Regions from separate parts of the Mus musculus genome. Here regions 1, 2, 3 and 4 are each linked to region 5. A link is a contact called in public ChIA-PET, HiChIP or PLAC-seq and promoter capture Hi-C data. All regions are on one chromosome and are shown on one strand. The core of a region is the stretch at or near the end of the contact, and the rest is flanking DNA. Distances in the headings are between cores, read along the strand shown.

The links. Promoter capture Hi-C pulls out the DNA fragments that hold promoters and counts their contacts. ChIA-PET counts read pairs in DNA pulled down with a chosen protein or histone mark. HiChIP or PLAC-seq counts read pairs in DNA pulled down with a chosen protein or histone mark.
Region 1: a contact with region 5 is called in a promoter capture Hi-C map of embryonic stem cells, with 4 times the contacts expected there. The contact joins the promoter of Med14 here to the enhancer-like site in region 5. A contact is called at or near these places in 1 of 39 promoter capture datasets (embryonic stem cells), 6 of 484 Hi-C or Micro-C datasets (cerebral cortex and embryonic stem cells) and 3 of 115 datasets of contacts at active chromatin or transcription factors (the NIH/3T3 cell line, embryonic stem cells and extraembryonic endoderm stem cells).
Region 2: a contact with region 5 is called in an RNA polymerase II ChIA-PET map of memory CD8 T cells, with 6 read pairs. The contact joins two enhancer-like sites. A contact is called at or near these places in 2 of 115 datasets of contacts at active chromatin or transcription factors (large pre-B cells and memory CD8 T cells) and 2 of 9 other capture datasets (liver and pancreatic islet).
Region 3: a contact with region 5 is called in an H3K27ac HiChIP or PLAC-seq map of embryonic stem cells, with 6 times the contacts expected there. The contact joins the promoter of AA414768 here to the enhancer-like site in region 5. A contact is called at or near these places in 3 of 15 datasets of contacts at CTCF or cohesin (CD8 T cells, embryonic stem cells and stem cell-derived epiblast-like cells), 36 of 484 Hi-C or Micro-C datasets (B cells, CD8 T cells, the HL-1 cell line and 10 more) and 11 of 115 datasets of contacts at active chromatin or transcription factors (embryonic stem cells, epiblast stem cells and stem cell-derived neural progenitor cells).
Region 4: an Esrrb HiChIP or PLAC-seq map of embryonic stem cells shows a contact between it and region 5, with 35 times the contacts expected there. The contact joins two enhancer-like sites. A contact is called at or near these places in 1 of 39 promoter capture datasets (embryonic stem cells), 2 of 15 datasets of contacts at CTCF or cohesin (embryonic stem cells and large pre-B cells), 29 of 484 Hi-C or Micro-C datasets (B cells, the G1E-ER4 cell line, the HL-1 cell line and 5 more), 17 of 115 datasets of contacts at active chromatin or transcription factors (embryonic stem cells, epiblast stem cells, fetal liver and 2 more) and 1 of 9 other capture datasets (embryonic stem cells).

Annotation. Positions count from the first base shown.
Region 1 is chrX:12,760,492-12,763,284 of GRCm38.p6, reverse strand. It overlaps Med14 (mediator complex subunit 14), which reads left to right and starts at 1,312. Exons shown (of 31, transcript NM_001048208.1): 1 at 1,312-1,818. The coding sequence starts at 1,586. Gm14634 (predicted gene 14634) reads right to left here and starts at 1,007. Exons shown (of 5, transcript NR_045852.1): 1 at 299-1,007.
Region 2 is chrX:13,575,433-13,578,132 of GRCm38.p6, reverse strand. The region is part of intron 12 of Cask (calcium/calmodulin-dependent serine protein kinase (MAGUK family)); the gene reads left to right. All of the region lies in intron 1 of Gm34836 (a long non-coding RNA gene), which reads right to left. Among named protein-coding and RNA genes, the nearest start is that of Gm34836, 6.9 kb to the right of the region's middle. Within about 2 kb of position 1,337, at least 75 of the 459 cell types and tissues checked have an H3K27ac peak or open chromatin away from gene starts, as enhancers often do. A contact at or near this core is called in memory CD8 T cells, where this site is marked.
Region 3 is chrX:12,935,565-12,938,264 of GRCm38.p6, reverse strand. It overlaps AA414768 (expressed sequence AA414768), which reads right to left and starts at 1,392. Exons shown (of 1, transcript NM_001272033.1): 1 at 1-1,392. The coding sequence starts at 1,300. The coding sequence ends at 137.
Region 4 is chrX:12,901,002-12,903,701 of GRCm38.p6, reverse strand. No RefSeq gene overlaps it. Among named protein-coding and RNA genes, the nearest start is that of AA414768, 35 kb to the left of the region's middle. Within about 2 kb of position 1,256, at least 8 of the 459 cell types and tissues checked have an H3K27ac peak or open chromatin away from gene starts, as enhancers often do.
Region 5 is chrX:13,206,806-13,209,505 of GRCm38.p6, reverse strand. No RefSeq gene overlaps it. Among named protein-coding and RNA genes, the nearest start is that of 2010308F09Rik, 40 kb to the left of the region's middle. Within about 2 kb of position 1,390, at least 154 of the 459 cell types and tissues checked have an H3K27ac peak or open chromatin away from gene starts, as enhancers often do. A contact at or near this core is called in B cells, CD8 T cells, the HL-1 cell line and 9 more, where this site is marked.

The sequences.
Region 1 (2,793 bases), core at 63-2,562, 450 kb after region 5:
TATATTCTAGCTGTCACCACAAAGAATAAAGTATGAGAGGTGATCAAAGTCAATGAGTCCGATTTGTTCATTCGGGAGTGTATTCATGCACTGTACCCCATAAACATATGCAATTTAACACTGTACCCCATAAATACATGATTTATCAATCTGAAAAATGGATGAGGTAGTGGAGGAGCTTGTGATCCCAATTACTTTGAGCTCAAGAGCTAAAAAATGCCAGCCCCGACAACACAGTGAGACCAAGAATCAAGAGCACTGCAATTGTACAAGTGGAGAACAAAGAGAATTGTCTAACCTTACGATCAGCATGAGCATCTGTTACACCTGCGAGAGATGAAGCTGCAAAACGATGTTTAGGTAGGGTCACAAAAATAGACGCTTTTAACAGTTAATTTTTCCGTGACTTGTGCGTGAGAATAGCTAGGTTACTAAACAAAAAACAAAAATAAACGCACACAAAAAAACTTTCGAAGCCCAGACATCACGAAAGACCAATTGCTTCCGAATCTATGGAGGTGGAGGGAACCCACAGACATGTTTAAAGGCTTGCAGTTCGTTTCAAACAGAAGCCAAGATTAGAAAACAGACAAAACATGTGGATTTTGGGAGAAAGAGGCTGTAGTTGGAAAGATGAAAACCCAGGCAGGATAGGGCGGCTACTGCAAGGGCAGGGACAAAAGCCAAGAACACCAGCAAAGGATTTAAGGACTACATGTGTTTCAATGTTGGGCTTTGGGTGACAGCAAAGGCGCGGCACACAGGAGACTGCATTCAAATGACGTTATTGTGTCGTTGCTCTTGTCCCACAATTGACAAAAAAAAAAAAGGAAAAAGGAAAAAAAGAGACTGTAACGTTTTCTCCCACGCGTCGCGCCAGGGTCGCCTATGGGCGGAGCGTGCGTTGGACAGTCACAGCGCGCGGTCGCCGCAGGCCGCCTTTTTGGGGCCCCGAGAGGAGAGACGGGTGGTTTCTCCGCCAACCCTTCTCCGTTCACCGTCCCGCTGCGGTCGCCTAGGCGGGGAAAAAGAGCGCTTAGGGACCACTGACGTTACTGTGACGCGGCCGCTGGACTGGCGGCGCGGCTTCCGGCGCCTTGCGCCCACCCCCCTTTCCGCTTTCCCGCCCACGCACCTCCTGGCTCCGCCCCTCTCCCACGCACCCCCTCCTCCTGTCCCCCAGAACAGCACAGCGCGGGGAACGGTCGCAGGTTGCCTTTGGAAAGGGCCTCCCGCGGGTTCCCCTTCCGTTCTGCCTGGCGACTTCCGCTCTCGGCCCAGCAACATGGACGCTATAACCCGCCGGCCGGGCGGCCGCTGAGCAGTCGCGGAAGCTTCCCCACTTGAGTGGCGGCCGGCCCGCCTCTCTGCCCTCCCGCCCCACGCTCGCCTCCCTGCGGCCGGCCGGCCCGGCCCTACATGGGGGCGGGCCTCCGCAGCTTGGGCTCGGCTTCCTGTTCAGAGGCGGCCTGGCGCTAGGCGGCGGCCACTCTGCCCGCGCCCGCCTCGGTGCGGTCACCGAGCCCGGGAGGAGGCTCCAGGGCCGCATCTCAGGCGGTTGCCCCGAGCCGGGCTGTACGCCGCCATGGCCCCAGTGCAGCTGGACAACCACCAGCTGATCCCTCCTGGCGGCGGCGGTGGCAGCAGCGGCGGCGGAGGCAGCAGCAGCGGCTCCGCGTCTGCCCCGGCTCCCCCGCCGCCCGCAGCCGCTGTGGCGGCGGCAGCTGCGGCGGCAGCTAGCCCTGGATACCGGCTTAGCACGCTCATCGAATTTCTGCTCCACCGGGCCTACTCGGAGCTTATGGTGTTGACGGACTTGTAAGTGCTGCGAACCCATGCCTGCTTCCCGGCTCCTCACTTGCCCTTCCCGCCTTCAAGAGAGGCTTATGCTTGCCATTTACTGAGCTAGGCTGCTGAGCGTAGAATTTGGAAATTCATGGGGTTTAGGTTCTGGGGACAGGGAGGAGGTAACTATTGGGGATCTGGTTGACGATGAAAGCACGGAGACTGGTTAGTTTCGCATGTTAACACTTGCGCTGAAGATTGTCTTTGGGATTTTTGTCTTGAGTTCCCAACAGAAGTGTATTAATTTCTATGTGGAATATTTTCTAAAAACCTAAGTCGAAGAGTAAGCATTGAGGACTACGTAGAATTCGAACTGAACGGGATTTTCAACGAAGGGAAATGTTTTACATCTTTTTTGACAATGTTTTAAATGAAGGTTGCAATTGTTTCTCTTAAAATGCCGGAGGTCGATTCTGTGTAAAACAATTACATTATAAATTCTGATTCTTTCTGCAACATTTGAAAGCGTGTTAAGTCTTTATGGATGTAGTGAAAGTAGAATACTTTTTTTCTAATGAGCCTCCGGGTTTCAGTCTAGTTACCTATGAAATGCCTTGGGGCGTGATTAGGGTGTTAATACCTTCAGAGTACAAGCCGACTACACGGATGGTTCACTATGTGAATAAAAGGTACTAGGAAAATTTGAAACTCTTTAGCATCTTCTACCTGAGGTCCATAAAAGTTTTCTTTTTACCTATTGTTAGGCTCCCTCAGGTTTCCAGGGAAATACGTTAGTATGTAGACGCTAGGATGTATCTTGCAATACTTTGTTACTGGAGAATTACATTGTACATGACTAAAAGAATTAGGGCGGGCTTCACTTACTCTTGTAAAACATTCCCTTTCAGTTTTGATGTACAATATTTTATTGAATGAGACAAAGCTTAACCTTATCAAAAGTGGTGGCGGTATTACTATTCTCCTTACTATTGAGACGGGGTCTTCCTG
Region 2 (2,700 bases), core at 88-2,587, 370 kb before region 5:
CCACAGTCAACATTTCTGACCCAAAACTCACCATGGTGGCTTTTATAACATTTTGTAAATTGTGGAATCACAATGATGCATAATCATTCTTAGATGTGTAAAAAATTTTTCTTTCAGTTTATAAATTTATAGTTCCTCAATTTTTCTGAAAATGCAATTTTAAGATGTACAATATTCCTTTCAGACCTGTACTATCTCATTTTTAATGTCTGAAAGGGACTTTCATTTTTGGTTTTGTTTATATTAAAGAGTTGGGTTTCCCCGGGCTATCCAGGAACTATGCGGTTTAAACTTCCTGGGTAGGTATCTAAGCTGAAAATCTCAAGTTGGTATGTTAATTTGGGCAGGAAAATATAGTTTAGATCTCTGAAACTTTTCTCCAGTTTACAACTTCGAAAAATCATCTTCAAAGTGATAGCTGCTTGTCAGTTCCCTAAATATTAGTATTAAGTCACCTGCCTTTCCCTAACATTTTGATGGATTTCAAATATATAATATGTGAAAAAAAAAAGTCCTTTTGCCTAGCACTTCTCAGTTCACTAAGGCACGATATTGGAACTTGGTTCCTGTTCCCTGAGACTGTGAAGGGAGTCTCTGACAGGCTGTCTCTCATCTCATGGCTGCCATTTCATATAGTCTTTCTCACACTCTTACTATCTGTCTCACTACAGTTGCGGGCACATTTCATTATTTTGGAGCTAAAAATGAACTTGAATTATCTTCCAACAAAAAGTTGCTTCAGTGTCTTTAAAGTAACTGGCCGCTAATGAACTTAACTGTTCTTTGAAGCTCTAGAAGGAAGCTCTTCATTTATTGATCTATATTTAGAGTCTTGTTCCAAAAGTTACAATCTTGTCTCAAGTGGTACATATTCTTGTCCTTTATAAGGTTTTCTCTGTGGAAAAAGAAAAGGTTGATGAGCTACACAACCCAGGGATAGTTATTTCATAGTATCTTCCCACTAACTTTAATTATAGAATATTTAAAATAGATATGGAACAGATACCTAAATGTGGAATATGTGAGCAATTATTTCTATTTGAGGACTAAGAAATCAAGAGTGAAATGTAATGCTGTGTTAAAATAGGAGCTGCCTTTAATGCTTTACAAGTAAAGTAAAAGTGATTGACTTCATCTATCTGTTGGAAAGTGCATGCTTAGGAGATAGGAACTGGGTATTGCCACTGAGTTTACTCTGCTTTGTTTGCACCATCTGTAGAATACAGTTTCCCAATGGAGTTGCAGTGACTCCAAGGCGGAGGTGAAGTGTGTCTGTGCAGCTGTGTGTGGTCATATCTGACCCAGTGCCAAAGACTGGCAGGGAGCACGTCTGTCTAGGAGTGACACAGTGTGAGACAGCCTGTTTCCCTTGCAGCTGTTCACATTTCCTTGTTTTTGCCTTGATTCTATGTCTGTGGTTTGTGTGTGTGTGTGTGTGTGTGTGTGTGTGTGTGTGTGTGTAGTGCTGAACTTGGGTAGCTAATTTCTTTAGAAAAAGAATGCAAACAGCCAGAGCTCCTCATCTTTGTCTTCCTTCTAGGAATAATCTATTAACATCTTTCTATCCCCTCTCCCACTCCCTTCAGCATGCCAGCCTTATAAATATGCTTTATTATCTTCAGATTTAAGGAATGCAAATGACAAAAAAATCTATTTTGATGTTACCAGTCTACCTTGAACTTATAAGTCTGGAGCAGAAGTTGCAAGTTATCACCCTCAAGCCAAATCCAGCCAACCACTTATTTGATACATATTTTACTGAAACACAGTCTATTCATTGTTAACAGCTGCTTTTATACAACACAACAGGCTGTAATAGTAGTGACAGAGACCAGATAGCCCCTAAAACCTAAAAAGTTCCCTTTTGGCCAGGAGAAGATTAAGGTTACTTAACGTGACAAAACCATGCAGTTACTTAACATGACAAAACCAGCAACTGATTAACTTCCAGATCATATGTAGTTTATTTTTGCCATGATCTATGAATAGCATTTTCTGCAATTTCCCCCCAAAATATTACTAAAGGCACCTTCCTAGCACGAGTTGTTAGTTGTTATCTATTTCTAAATTCTAACATAACCCAGAGAGGTCTGGTGTGATCCAGAAGGCCATGCTCTCATGCCCTGCTGCTCTGCTTGTGTAACCCTAAGTGCAGCATTTCACATACCTAGACATTAGTTTTCTCCTCTTTGTTGAACAGCTTTCAGTTGCTATGACAAAACACCTGAGATAATCACCTTAAAAGGAAGAAAAATATTTTGGCTCACGGTTTTAGAGGTTTCCATTTGTTCTCCCTATTGCTTTGGGCCTATGGGAAAGCAAAACATTATGGCAGAAGAAGCTACCCACTTCATGACACACAAAAAGCAAAGAGAAGAAGTGAATGGAATACTGCCATCTATTTCAATGGCACAGTCCCACTGACCTAGCTTTTCCTACCAGACCCCACTTCCTAAAGGTTCCACCACCTGCCACTAGTGCCACAAGCTGGCAATTATGCCTTTTAATACATGGGTGCTTGGGTGATATTTGTCCAGACTATAGGATTCTCTTTAAAATAGAGAAATAGAATTGTATTTATATCTAAGGTCTTCTCTATATTTAAAGAAAAACTTGTTTAGTAAGTCAGACTTGAAAGACCCACAAAAAAATAAATATGTACAAAATGTCTTTGATTTCAGGGGAAAAAATTTTAGTATG
Region 3 (2,700 bases), core at 143-2,642, 270 kb after region 5:
CTACTGGTGGTCAGTTGACAGTTTATCCACTAAAACACCAATTAGCTAATATCTTCCGCACTACTGTTACAAAGATATGCAAAGCTTGTTTGTGTCTTTAAAGCTACCTTGTTCCAAATACACCACAGTCTACTATTTACCCATCTTCCTTTGGAGGAGTGAACCAGCCCTTTTTCTCATGCATCTGCACGACGGAGTCATAGGACTGTTGGGCTGTTTCTAGATTATATTGATTCTTATCTGCTCCAAAGCGCACCCTGGCCTTGCCTTTGACTAAGGTGGCATTGATCTGCATGATGACTGATTCAATGGAGTAGGCGCTGCTCCAGCCCTGTTTGGTGAGCAGTTCCATACACAACGCCCCTCCACCCAAAACATACCCTCCAGAGAGAATAGGCAACTCGACGCGAACAAATGGAGGATCAAACGGAAAGTTATCTTTGAAAGAGAAGTTAAGCAAAATATAGTCAATGCCTTCTTTTTCATTCAAGAGCTGAAGGTCACCGTACAAGGGACTATCGGGGTCAACCTTCCTCAGTTTAACGTGCCAGTCATATAAGCTGTCGTTTATCAGTTCCACGGAATAAGTCCCCGATTTGTAGCTCTGCGATCTGTATATATCTCTGAGTTCTTTCATAAGTCTGTTTGAAGCATGCACCGAGCCAGACACGGTACCATTCAAATGCTCTTGCCTTTGGCTCTTCTTGATATTCTCTAATATTGCCAAATGCTCTTTCTCAAGCCCTTCATCCTCTGACTTTTTCTCGCTACTAGCCTCTTCTTCTTCTTCTTCTTCTCCTCCTCCTCCTCCTCCTCCTCCTCCTCCTTCTTTCAGCTCATAATGGTCCAAGTCTTCCACCCCGTCAGCTGCATCTTCACCTTCATCTTCTGAAGGCACCTCTTCGATGGTCGCCTTCTGAGCCATGGGGACCGGCTGGTCCAGCATCTCCATATCCAGGTGCTCAGGCAGGTTATATAAGCTGCAGAGTTCACAGATCAGCCACTTGAGCTGCTGACGAAGCGAACTGTTGGGCTTCGAATCTTCCAGTCGTTCCAGGATCGATGTGAGATCTGGATCGTCAGAGTCCACGAACCATATCGGCGGCGAAGATGGGTAGGACTCGGTGATGGAGCAGTGCAGGGTGAGCGGCGGCGAGGGCGGGCTGCCCGCGGGCGCCGGCGGCACCAGGAACTGACACTGCAGCTCATCCAGCTGCCAGCTCACGATGCGCAGCCGCTCGTGGTCCTGGTCGAAGATGGACGCTAGGAACTCCAGCTCGGCCTTAAGCCCCGACGACATCCTTCCTTTTGGGTCCTCTGAGACGAGTGTGGAAGCAAAGAGGCCCCGCGAGACGCCTGCTGGGCTGCCACCGCCCCTGGGGCCGCCGGGCCGGGCTCCTGCGGCTCCGCCTCTGCCCGCCTCCGCGACCCGCAGAGCGTGGCCGCCTCAGTCATAAGTCTAAGCACTGTGTCGCACAATGATCTACAGGGCCTTTTCATCTTGCATAACGGAACCTTTTGTTCTTTTTTTTTTTTAATTTTGTTTTGAAACATAGTCTTGAATAATGGGGGCTGGTCTTGAACTCTGTGTAGCCAAAGATGGCCTTGAACGCCTGAACCTCCAGCCTCTACCTCCCTCCTCACCCAGTGCTGATTTCACAGCGCCACCACACCCAGTTTATGGCCTCCTGGGAAAGGAAGCCAAGGCCACAAGCATTCTAGGCGTGCAAGCTATGGCCCCAAGCTGATTTTAAAAGAAATGTGAACTTCTGATATTTCTACCCTCACCTCCTGGATGGTGGGAACTACAGGAATGCACCACCACAGCTAGTTTGTGTAGTGCTAAAGGCTAAAGATGGAACCCAGGGCTTGGAGCATGTAGGCAAGCATTCTACAACCTGAGCTACATTCCCGGTCGGTTGTTTTCTCGATTCATTTCAACAGTCATTTTAGTTGCTTCCATATCGTGGCTATCTTGAATACTGCTACAGTGAACATGGGTCACTGATTTCAGAGCTGAAAGATGGCTCAGCAAATAAGTATCACTCGATGCTCAAGCATGAGAAGTTCAAATCTTCAGCGCTTGTATAAAAAGCGTGGCCTAGCCTAAGGCATGCCTGTAATCCCAGTGCTGTATGAGAGGCAGACTGGGAGGTTATCTTGCACATACAAAACACAGACACTGAGTTGGGGAGATAGAGAGGAGAGAGTGTGTGAGTGAGTAAGTGAGTGGGGGGGGGGGGGAGACAGACAGACAGACAGACAGAGAGTGAGGAGAAAGAGAGGAGAGAGCTCCTGCTTTTGCTTCTAATAAGCACAAGCAGGCTTGGTGGACTCAGAAGGCTTTAGGTTGTGCATAGATTTGTTTGGTTTTCAAGACATTGTTTCTCTGTGTAGCCTTGGCTGTCCTGGAACTCACACTGTAGACCAGGCTGGCCTCGAACTCAGAAATCCTCCTGCCTCTGCCTCCCAAGTGCTGGGATTAAAGGTGTGCACCACCACTGCCTGGCCTGTACATAGATTTTTTTAAAGGAAACTTCACAGCTACTTCCAGCCCAGCAAGGGCCCAATTTCTCCACATCTTTGTTATCACTAGTCATTTTTTTCTTTTATTATTTACTTATTTATTTTTATCATGCCCCCGGTGAGGTGTGACAAGATACCTCTTGGTGGTTTTCATCTGCGGTTTGCTCATAGTTT
Region 4 (2,700 bases), core at 7-2,506, 310 kb after region 5:
ATGGCTCAGCAGTTAAGAGCACTGACTGCTCTTCCAAAGGTCCTGAGTTCAAATCCCAGCAACCACATAGTGGCTCAAAACCATCTGTAATGGTATCTGACTCCCTCTTCTGGTGCATCTGAAGACAGGTACAGTGTACTTACATATAATAATAAATAAATCTTTAGGCTAGAGTGAGCAAGGCTGACTGAAGCAAGCAGAGGTCCTGAATTCAAAATTCCCAGCAACCACATGATAGCTCACAACCATCTGTACAGCACAGCTACAGTGTACTCATATACATAAAATAAATAAATAAATCTTTGAAAAAAATAGTTCAGAATCTTACTTCGTAAAACTGGGACTGGACTGGGCTGGAAAAAAAAACATTCACCTCTTACCACAAAGAGGATGGAGCTAAAGACATATTTTATAGACAAACTTGTATTATATTTCCCTCCACATTCATTCATAAGAGCCATCTCATTCAAATAACAATGTTTTTGAAAATTATTTCTCACTTCAATGTCACAGCAATAATTTCATGTATGTTCTTTTTTTTAAAAAGGACTTTTTTATGTTTGCTTTCCCTGCATGAGTGTTTGTCTAAATGCTTGTTTATGTACCATGTCCATATGCACCTGTCCAATAAGGTCAGAAGAAGGTTTCAGATCCTCTGGAAGTGGAGCCACCGTGTCGGTTCTGGGAATTGAACCCTGGTACTCTGCTAGAACAATAAATGGGCCTTAAATACTGAACTCCTCGTGTAACTTCTAGTCTTTGTTGGGTTTTATGTAGGTGGATATAGTAGAGATCATGATGCACCTTGGCTTTCAAAGCATGGTAATATGCTCTATGATATTCCCAATATCTTCTACTAACATATTCCTATCCACACAACTTGTGGGTAACTGAGCTAAACCTGCCCATTGATAGGCAGTAAGTGCCCTCTGGCAGAGTGATGGGAACACTTGTTTTTCTATTTCTCTTTAGCTCCAAGGTTCTCACCCTGTGGGTTGTAACCCCTTCAGAAGTTGAATGATCTTTTCATAGGAGTCACATATCAGATATCCTGCACAGGGCACAGGAACTCTATGAGAGAGTCAATTAAGGCCCAGCACAGAGTAGTTGAAGCAGCGTGACATGGGTCTGGAGGAGCAGTAGCAAAATTACAGTTAGGAAGTTACAATAAAATAATGTCATGGTTGGGGTCACACCATGAGGAAGTGTGTTAAAGGGCCGCAGCCTTAGGAAACTTGAGAACAGCTGCTTTGGCTGGACTCCTCGCCTCTTCCAGGCCTAGAACGTCAGCCTTGAGCAAAAGTGGAAGCCTCTAGAGCCAAGCCTCCATTCTCTTTTCAGTCTGCCTCTGCCTCTTTTCTTGGAGAACGTTGGCATCTAATGTCTCCTCGGGCACTCACTGACTGCATTTATGGGAGTAGAAAACCACTCACAGAGCAATCTCATGGTCTGAGAAAGGGAACCCCTTTTAAGGCAGAATGGTGATCCAGAATGAAGGAAGGCAGCAAACCTGTTCTTAAGAAGGACCCACTGTCAAGGAGCTCACATTTCTGGCTTCATTCTAGGCAGTACTCTTCCAGTTATGTTCAGGCTGCCCTACCTCTGCCTAGCACAATAAAGGGTACTTGGGCTTGCCATCAATAGCTCTTGTTAGACAAGCCATCTGTATCATTCCAGGTTCTGGCACGAAACAGATGGTACTCTCTGATTGGGTAAAATGAGATGAGTTTAATAAAGAGACTATTTACGAAGGCAGATCAGGGTGTATGGAAACCACAGGCCAGAAGGGGTAGAAGAAGGAAGCAATTACTGGAAACTTGAGAGAGAGAGAAGCCTGTGAAGAGGGCCTCTTGACAAGACTTGTGGCTTCTGGTTCAAAGCTGTAGCTGGCTAGCCCTCAAGGAGGCATTTGTGGGAAATACATATGCTTTTACCTACTGGCTCCTAGAGTTGGCCAGGATCACCTGGAGGGTAGAGGGCACAGGAACTCTATGAGGGAGTCAATTGGAGCCCAACATAGAGCAGTTGAAGCAGGGTGACATGGGTCTGGAGGAGCAAAGGGCAGTCACAGAACATGCCAGTCAAGTTTGGAGATAGTCTGCTGTGGTCCTTGCACAGGGCTGTTGCTCTCAACACTTTTTGGAGAATGAGTCTTTCTAGCCAGAGATAGGAAAGCCTACCTAGTCTTCTTTCTAGCGTTTGGGCTCTTGAGTGTTCTTTCTCCTCCATCCTTCATTGTCTACAAAAGGCAATTGCATTAGTTACCTTTCTGTTGCTGTGATAAGAATAGCCTGACAAACGCACCTTTGGGAAGGAAGGGCTTATTTTGACTCTCTGTTTGAGGGTACAGTCTATCACAGTGAGGCAGGCATGGAAATAGGAGACCAAAGCAGTGGGTCATGTACCTACAGTCAGGGAAAAGAGAATAATAAATGCTAGTACTTGTCTGGTTTTCTCCTTTTTATGCAGTCCAGGACTTAAGCCTAGGGAATGGTGCTGCCCACTTTCAACCTAAACAAATTCTGGCATGTCTAGAGACTCACCTCCCATCAAGTTGACCATTGAGATTAACCATCACAGAAGAGTGGTCTATGAAAGACAATGCATGTTCTGGGTCTCAGCCTTTAGATAGAGGACTGGCTTCCTGCACCTAGTCTGCAGGTCGTGTATCTTTTCTTCCTGCCATCCTCCGAACAGCAA
Region 5 (2,700 bases), core at 141-2,640:
GAGGCAACCCATGTATACACATGAATTAAAAAAAAAAAAAAAGAGCTTGCAGGTTTGCAGTGGACTATGGTGGCCCCCACCTTTAATACTAGCACCCCGGTGGCAGAGACAGACAGCTCTCTGAGTTCGAGGCCAGCCTGGTCTACAGAGTGAGTTCAAAGACAGTCAGGACTGTTACAGAGAAAAACTCTTGTGTGAGTGGAGGCGGGGGTAGGGCAGGGGGTAAGCTTGCTTTAATTAATTTGACCATGATGATTTGGGCTGGTGCTCTCTATTCAAATCCTTGATGTCAACACCATTCCCACAGCCCTCTTTTCTTTGAATCTTTTGAGATGAGGTCTCACTGTGGCTGGGTGATTTGCCTCCATGTCTGTGTGCCACCTGCATGCAGATCTTGAGGAGGTCAGAAGAGGGCAGTGGATCCCCTGGAACTGGAGTTACAGATAATTGGGAGCCCACCATATGGGGACCAGGAATTGAACCCATGTCCTTTGGAGGAGCCATTAGTACTGTAAAGCACTGAGGCATCTCTCTCAGTCTCATAACTAATAGCTGGGATAACTTTTCACAGACCCTCTTTTGGCTCTGAATACTTGAAACACTGTTTCTCTTCCACCACCTACTTTCCAACTGCTGTGGCTCAGGGTGGCGTTACCAGGTGGGCAGGCAGATTATTCCTGGAAAGCATTCCTGTCCTAAGATGGCCAGTAATTCCTATATATGGAAATATAATGGTCCATTAAAGTCATTCCAACTGTATCGCCAACTCGAGTTCTCAGGATCCAGAAGTCCCTTAGCCTGTGGGAATGGGACAAAGGGAGAGTCATAGTGGGGGAGATAGCAGAGTTCTGTTTTTAAACTGGGATAGTTCAGGCTGGCATAGAACTCACAGGGAATCCCCTGTCTGTGCCCCTGTAGTGGCAGGATTACAGATATACACCAGCCACCACTTAACCAATTAAGCTCATATCATCCCCTTTCTCCAATTTTACACACATGTATGGTATGACAGTTACGTTCATTTTGGGGGATTCCAGCAAACAAGGAGCCCGATGCTTGAGCCTTAGTTCCGGCTTCGTGCTCTGGATATGTAAAAGGGTTAGGTGCTTTTTGAGTTCTGATTAACAAAGGGCAAAAAAATCGGGGGTTGGGGGACGCAGCAGAATCTAAGATGTCGTGGGTACAAAGCACTTGGATCTGCGCAACCGCCACAGTTCCCTTCCCCCACTTCCCAAGCCATTGAGCAGACGTCTCCAACCCCTCGTGGTTCATGCCACCCTGCGGCCACTAGAGGGCAGCAGAGCCTAACGTCAAGCGAGGTCTGGCACAAGAGCTGGTTTTCCAAGGGGATTTCCGAACCACACTCCCTTAGACTTCCGGTGACACCACCCATCTTTGGCAACAAAAAGTGTGCCGGCTTGGCCAGGCAGAGAGCCGCGGAGTCCTGACAGATGCTGTTCTGTTAAAGATCAGGTTGCTGGAACAGTGTGGCTTCCTCGCCACCCCTATGGACAAAGGTCCACGTGGCTGTGGGGCCAGGCCCTTAAAGGAAGTAGCACAGAGCTGGCAGGTGTCACAGCCTCTGTGTATCCATAACTAATCCTCGTCACCACTGAACCCACACAGAAACATTGTGAGACCAGAGACTCCTATGGAGATCAGGAAGAGACCCTTGCCCCAGGCCTTTGGTAGGGACTCTTAACAGAAGTAAGACCCCAGGGCGAACAAGTTGCTGTTGGCTGGGACAGGGGAGCTGCGTGAGTAGATGATGTGGGGTCAGGGCTGGAGGCATCTTACTTGTGACCAGGTGGGACCACGCCCCAGGGTGGGCACACCATCCCAGACTGCAGGTCCGATACTTCTGCCAACAGCTGGTTTCTGTGGCCGGTACTGGTTGTGGCCCAGCCTGCCTTCAGCGCCTCAGGGCCAGCAGCTTTATGATCACCAGCTGCCAAATGCCACGGGCATACCATTTAAAAGCCAGCCCCCCCCCCCCATCGCGGCCTACTCTTTCACCCTGTCTCTCTGTCTCTTGTTGTCTGGGCTAGCCCATCTCTTCCCACCCAAATAAATTCCTTTCGGGAGATCTATTGTATGATGGTATGATGGTGTAATCTTTGGGACACACTTTAGTAACCCCAACCCGCCAAGGGATTCTGCTGGTTAACCCTTACTCTGGTGATACGGGATCTAATGGGGACTCTTCGGCCATGCACTCTGCAACTGAGACACAGCCCCAGCTCTCTGAGCTGGATTATTTTGTTGTTGTTGTTGTTACTGTTTTTATTTTTATTTGTGTATGTGGGCACATAAGTACTATGTCCTAAGAGGCCACAGTCATTGTTACCCCTAGATCTAGAGTTATGCTAGTCTCCCCTCACCAAAATGTGCATTTTAAAGGTGGTTACAGGACAGTTCCAGAGATGGCTTGGTGACCTGTTAAGAGCACTGGCTGCTCTTCCAGAGAACCCGGGTTCCATTCCCAGCCCCCACATAACTACTCAAAACCGGCTGTAACTCTAGTCTTAGGGGATCCCATGTCCTCTTCTAACTCCAAGGCCATAGACACAAATGAAACATTCTTACCAAAGAAAAAAGTCATCTAAAAACAAACAAACAAACCCAAAGACTCCTGGGGTGGCAATCCTGTAATCTGTTGTTTGTGGTGCTGTTTGGTTGTGTTTTTCTCTTTTACAGGGT